Regions from separate parts of the Nomascus leucogenys genome. Here region 2 is linked to region 1. A link is a contact called in public Hi-C data. All regions are on one chromosome and are shown on one strand. Each heading gives the region's core, a stretch centred on a gene start, on an enhancer-like site or on the middle of the called end of the contact. The rest is flanking DNA. Distances are from core to core; before and after follow the strand shown.

Region 1 (2,771 bases), core at 186-2,685:
TAGGCTGACTAAACTATTTTTAAAATTGGTATTTTATGTATTAAAATACGAATCACACCTAGGGTAGAAAAGTGACAAACACAAAAGAAATCAACAGATAATAACTCGTTTTACCGACTGGTTTGATTTGAATACTCTCCAAAACTTCTAAAATGTTACATGATGAGTTGATTTAAATATCCTTACACTTTCTTACCCTTCTCTGACACAGTCACTGACAAATGAAATAACCTATATATGTGCTGTTATCTAATACAGTACTCATTTTTCACATGTGACTACTAAATATATGAAATATGGCTAGTGCAGATTGACATGTACTGTAAGATTCTAATTTTAGTATCAAAAAAGACAAAATAATATTAGTAACTTTCATATTGATCATATGTTAAAATATTTTAGACACATTTGTTTAAATAAAACATTTCTAAAAGTAATTTTTCCTCTTTCTTCTTACTTTTTGTAATAAGGACAGCAGAAAATTTTAAATTACACTTGTGGCTAACACTATACTTTAATTGGACAGGACTGCTATATATAAATAATGCTTTACATTTATATATAACAAATAATTTCATTTATAAAGTACAGAAAGAAGAGGGAGAAAAAATAGGTCTGGATAATAAAATAATCTTCCCTAGAATAATCAAGTCAGTTTAGTTATGTTAATTACCAATCTACAAAAAGCTCCTTTCTGCTTACTAGAAGATGTAAAATTTTATGTCTTTTAAAAAGGAATCTGATGTCTCAAAAATAATCCTAAAGTCTGTTCTATCTACTTCTTCCATAAGCTGTCATCTTTGCTTAGCATTAAACGAGTCTCAATTATTTCCAATTATCAAAGATATATAATAAAGTGCTAATCTAATTTTAAATCTGATTGAGTGACTCCAATTCAGTTTTTTCTGTGGTGGTCATTTTCAAACCCCGTTAGGTCACTGAAACCTAAACCAAGCTTCAGCTCCAAAGACAAAAAAGCAGAATTAATAGAAAAATTATTCTCAGGATTCTAGAAAAACCCAGATGGTATTCAGATACTATACACACTGTTTTAAAAACTAAAAAGTGACTCATTTACTGTTTCACAAAGTGACATCCTAATGTGAATGGGAGAGCTTAGCAAACAGGGGAACACAGCAAGTAATTATTTCCACACACGCCATCATGTGGAGAAACCATGCCAACTTTCAGGTTGTTACAGTCGGTGGAGGAAAGAAAATCTGGAGGTGTTGGAATGATTGGAAATTTATGGAGTGAGATTCCACGGTAACAGGAGGTGAGGTGAGGTGAACAGCAGCCAAAACTTTCCTCTCAATAGCTCTTAAAAAGGAAACTACTCAACTTTCTGACTAAGGAAGCCAATAGGAAAGCACATTTCACCCTTTTTGACATTCTAAAACTGTCCCAAATACAACTGGGCCACTGGAGGAAGGACAAAATTACAAGAAATTTATGCACACAATATGTGTAAGTCTTTTAAAAGTGGTTTTAAAATGTAATCGATAAAAACAAAATCAAGAAGCATTAACTTGGAAGAATAAATACTTATGATTCATATGAAATGTTTATTTTTATTTTGTGAAAGGATCGGCATCAATCACTGGCAAATGAAACTGATTAACCCACACAACTGAAAATGAGAGCAGCAAAGCTGAGAGGTATAGTCCTCATTCCTGGAAGAGTCGATCTCAAAATGTAACCTTAATAGTCCTATAGTTCTCTGGTCTAATAGAATCAACACATTCTTACTTTTTATATACATGAAATAATTCAGGCTCCAAATTCCAGTAATTTAGTGATTGTATCTTTTATATAATCTTAAACTGTGCAATAAGCACTGTTCAAAAAGCCAATAGCCACTTCATAAGAAGTGTTCTGGTGCCACCTAGTGGTATTTCCTACCAAATGGGAAATACTAGAGAAGGGTTCTCGAAGTGTACCCGCAGACCCTGGGAACTTCTCAGAAATGCACATTCTTTTTTTTTTTTTTTTTTTTATTATACTTTAGGGTTTTAGGGTACATGTGCACAATGTGCAGGTTTGTTACATATGTATCCATGAGAAATGCACATTCTTAGACTCATTCGAGACCTACTGAAACTCTAGTGGCAGAGTCCAGCAATCTGTGCGTGCGTGGTGCGTGCGTGTGTGTGTGTGTGTGTGTGTGTGTGTGTGTGTTTTTAAGATAGTCTCACTCTGTAACCCAGGCTGGAGTGCAGTGGTGTAATCTTGACTCACTGCAACCTCTGCCTCCTCGGTTCAAGTGATCCTCCCACCTCAGCCTCCCGAGTAGCTGGGACTAGAGGCGTGTGCCACCATGCCCAGCTAATTTTTGTATTTTTAGTAGAGATGGGGTTTGGGTATGTTGGCTAGGCTGAGGTCACCTGACCTCAAGTGATCCGCCCGCTTCGGCCTCCTAAAGTGCTAAGACTACAGCTGTGAGCCTTCTCTATGCCCAGCCCAGCAAGCTCTCTAAATTGATGCTGATGCACCCTCAAGTTTGAGAACCTCTGCCTAAGACATTCCATACACAAAAATGGAATGCGGTCTTTAAAAATTAGGTTCAAATGAGAACTCATGGACACAGGAAGGGGAACATCACACTCCGGGGACTGTTGTGGGGTTGGGGGAGGGGGGAGGGACAGCATTAGGAGATATACCTAATGCTAAATGACGAGTTAATGGGTGCAGGAAATCAACATGGCACATGGATACATATGTAACAAACCTGTACATTGTGCACATGTACCCTAAAACCTAAAGTATAATAA
Region 2 (2,719 bases), core at 186-2,685, 520 kb before region 1:
TGGCTTGCCTTGTATCACAACTGACACCTACAAGGCCATGGACTCCTAACTGACCTATAGTCACTGGCAGTATCCCTGGCACCTAGCACAATGCCTGGTACCTAGATAAACCTTAACATAAACTCCTAGGGATTTAAGAAGCAATTAATTTGACAAGAGAATCAGCACCACTCTAAGACAAGAAATAAGTAGTTATTTTAGGCCAGGCACAGTGGCTCACGCCTGTAATCCCAGCACTTTGGAGGCTGAGGTGGGAGGATCACCTGAGGTCGGGAGTTCAAGAGCAGCCTGGGCAACATGGTGAAACCCTGTCTCTACTAAAAATACAAAAATTAGCCAGGTGTGGTGGCACATGCTGTAATCCCAGCTACTCGGGAGGCTGAGGCAGGAGAATCACTTGAACCCAAGAGGCAGAGGTTGCGGTGAGCCAAGATCCACTGCACTCCAGCCTGGGCGACAGAGCAAGACTCTGTCTCAAAAAGAAAAAAAAAAAAGTCATTATTTTAAATAGGAGCAAAATTCTTTTAGAGTATGGATACTTCTTGAATTAACCTTAGATACTTTAAAGAGTAAATATAACATAACGGTTAAGATCTCTGGCCCCGGAGTCAGAAGGATCTGGGTTTCAATCCCAGCTTTACAACTCATTGAGCCATGCTGGGCATGTTCCTAGACCTCCCTAAGCCTTAGTGTCCTCATCTGTGAGGGTAACTGAGATAAAGCCTCAGCATGGTGCCTGGCACACACTCACGCTCAATGCATCTTAGTTGTAATTATGAAGTACATTGTTAGTGTCAGTTAATCCAGGCAATAACACAAAAAGAAAACGTTAGCTATCCATATTTATATCCCACAAAGAGGAATATGCTCAAGATCTATTAAGTGCCCAATTAATGTTTGCTTAGTGAATAAATGAGAGAGAAGATGAGGAGGAGGAAGGAAGGTAGGGGAGGAGGAGAAGGGAAGGAGGAAGAAGAAGAAGAAAGATGAAAGGGAAAGTGAGGAGAAGGGGTACTGAACTAGGAGTCAGGAGGGATACACCTTCAAATATGCCATCACTAACTTTGTGACTTGAAGTAAGTTCCTTTCTTGGTCTCAATTTGCTCCTTTTAAAGATGAAAAGTGACTGGATGATGCCTCAGTTTCCTCCCTCATGATACCCTCTCGGGGCTCCAGCAAAGACCAGAGTTCCCACTGCTGATCATTTTTGCAGTGTTCCCTTAGATGCTGCAGGTGGTGCTGCTGAGTTAGGAAGAAAACCTGTTTTTCTGCAACTTAGTTCTTAGCTGCCAAGTCTGTATTAATAGCAGACCAGAATTAGGGAAATCACTTACTTGTTGCTGAAATGCCTGGGGCGGTAAATGAGTCACTCTACTTCCTCTCTTTCCTACCTGGCCTCTCCCGTTGCCATGAAAGTGCCGCGGGTGTGGAATGGCAGCTAGCCTTGATTCTAGTTCCATTCCTGTTTCCGGCTGGTGACCTTGGGCAAAGATACGTGCCGTCTTAGGACCTCTGTTGTAGTCTGCAAAATGACGATAATAATTCTGGTACCCCAGGAGTGTTGAGAAGATTAATTAAATAATGTGTGTCAATGGACGATCACGGTGCCTGGCACCTAGTAGGTATTCAAGAAGTGTTGGTTTCCTTCCTTCTCTGCCTTTTAGTCACTGTGGATTGTGGTTAGCACTTCAGAAGAAATGAACAGAGCACAGTGACAGACAGATGAGGAGGTGGGCTTCCCAAGGAGGACGCACTGAGGAGGGGACAGGCCCTCTGAGGCTAGAAGGATGTGGAGGAGGAACAGCATCCCAAGCGAAGGGTCAGCAAGTACAAAAGCACCGTCCATCTCCCCCAGCTCCCCTGGCCCCTGCCATTACAAACCCATCTGCAATCCCTGGCTGGCTCTGACCTCTGAGCCCCAGGGTCTACCTCGTTCATACCCCTACAACAGCAGTCATTCGCTCCTATTGTACATTTTGCAAACATGCATGCCCCTTCGAGGACCAGGAATGCATTTTATTCATATCTATCTCCCCAGAACCTGGTGCAACAAAAGCCTTAATGAATAAACGAGCCAATGACTGCATCATACTGGGACCCATTCAGTCTCTCATTAGCTGTCTTTACATAAATGCATCTCGACCTTTTGGCGGCTTCCCATCTTGGCATACTCAGCACCTAGTACATAGTAAGTGCTCAGCAAATGCCTGCTACTGAACTTCAGTTTGATTGTCATGTATGGAGCACCGACTGTGTGGCAGGAACTCTACTCATCACCAGAGACGCAAAGATGTATCAGGGGTAAGCCAGGGTGTGAAGGACTCACCTTTTAGAAAAATAAAAGAACCAGGAGCACATATGCAGCAGTTGACACGTTCATTTCTCAAGTGCTTTATATGCACTCTTCTACTTAATCCTCACAAAAACCTGAGAGGTAGGTACTACGATTAGCGCCACTTCATAGATGGGAAAATTGAGGCTTGGGTGGAGAGACCCACACTGGGTGGCAGAGCCAGGCTAAAAGCCAGGGGTCTGTCACTAAAACCCTCGTCATTTACCACTTTGTCATAAATGTGTGCACACAGAAATAATGTAGACGTGTGCCCGGTGGGGGGGAACTGAGAAATGGAGGTGGCAGTTGGGATCTTCCAGAGGACAGTCCATGTGAATTGACCTTGAAGGACAAAAAGAATGTTTCCCGGAAGATCACGGTGGCAGC

What was found. Hi-C and Micro-C count contacts between places; a contact is called where the count stands out from the background.
Region 2: a Hi-C map of a lymphoblastoid cell line shows a contact between it and region 1, with 8 times the contacts expected there. The contact joins two enhancer-like sites. A contact is called at or near these places in 2 of 4 Hi-C or Micro-C datasets (a lymphoblastoid cell line and an unstated tissue).

What each region holds. Positions count from the first base shown.
Region 1 is chr16:77,195,160-77,197,930 of Asia_NLE_v1, reverse strand. All of the region lies in intron 3 of NSMCE2 (E3 SUMO-protein ligase NSE2), which reads right to left. Among named protein-coding and RNA genes, the nearest start is that of WASHC5, 33 kb to the right of the region's middle. Within about 2 kb of position 1,435, the one cell type or tissue checked has an H3K27ac peak away from gene starts, as active enhancers do. A contact at or near this core is called in a lymphoblastoid cell line, where this site is marked.
Region 2 is chr16:77,717,982-77,720,700 of Asia_NLE_v1, reverse strand. No RefSeq gene overlaps it. Among named protein-coding and RNA genes, the nearest start is that of TRIB1, 210 kb to the right of the region's middle. Within about 2 kb of position 1,435, the one cell type or tissue checked has an H3K27ac peak away from gene starts, as active enhancers do. A contact at or near this core is called in a lymphoblastoid cell line, where this site is marked.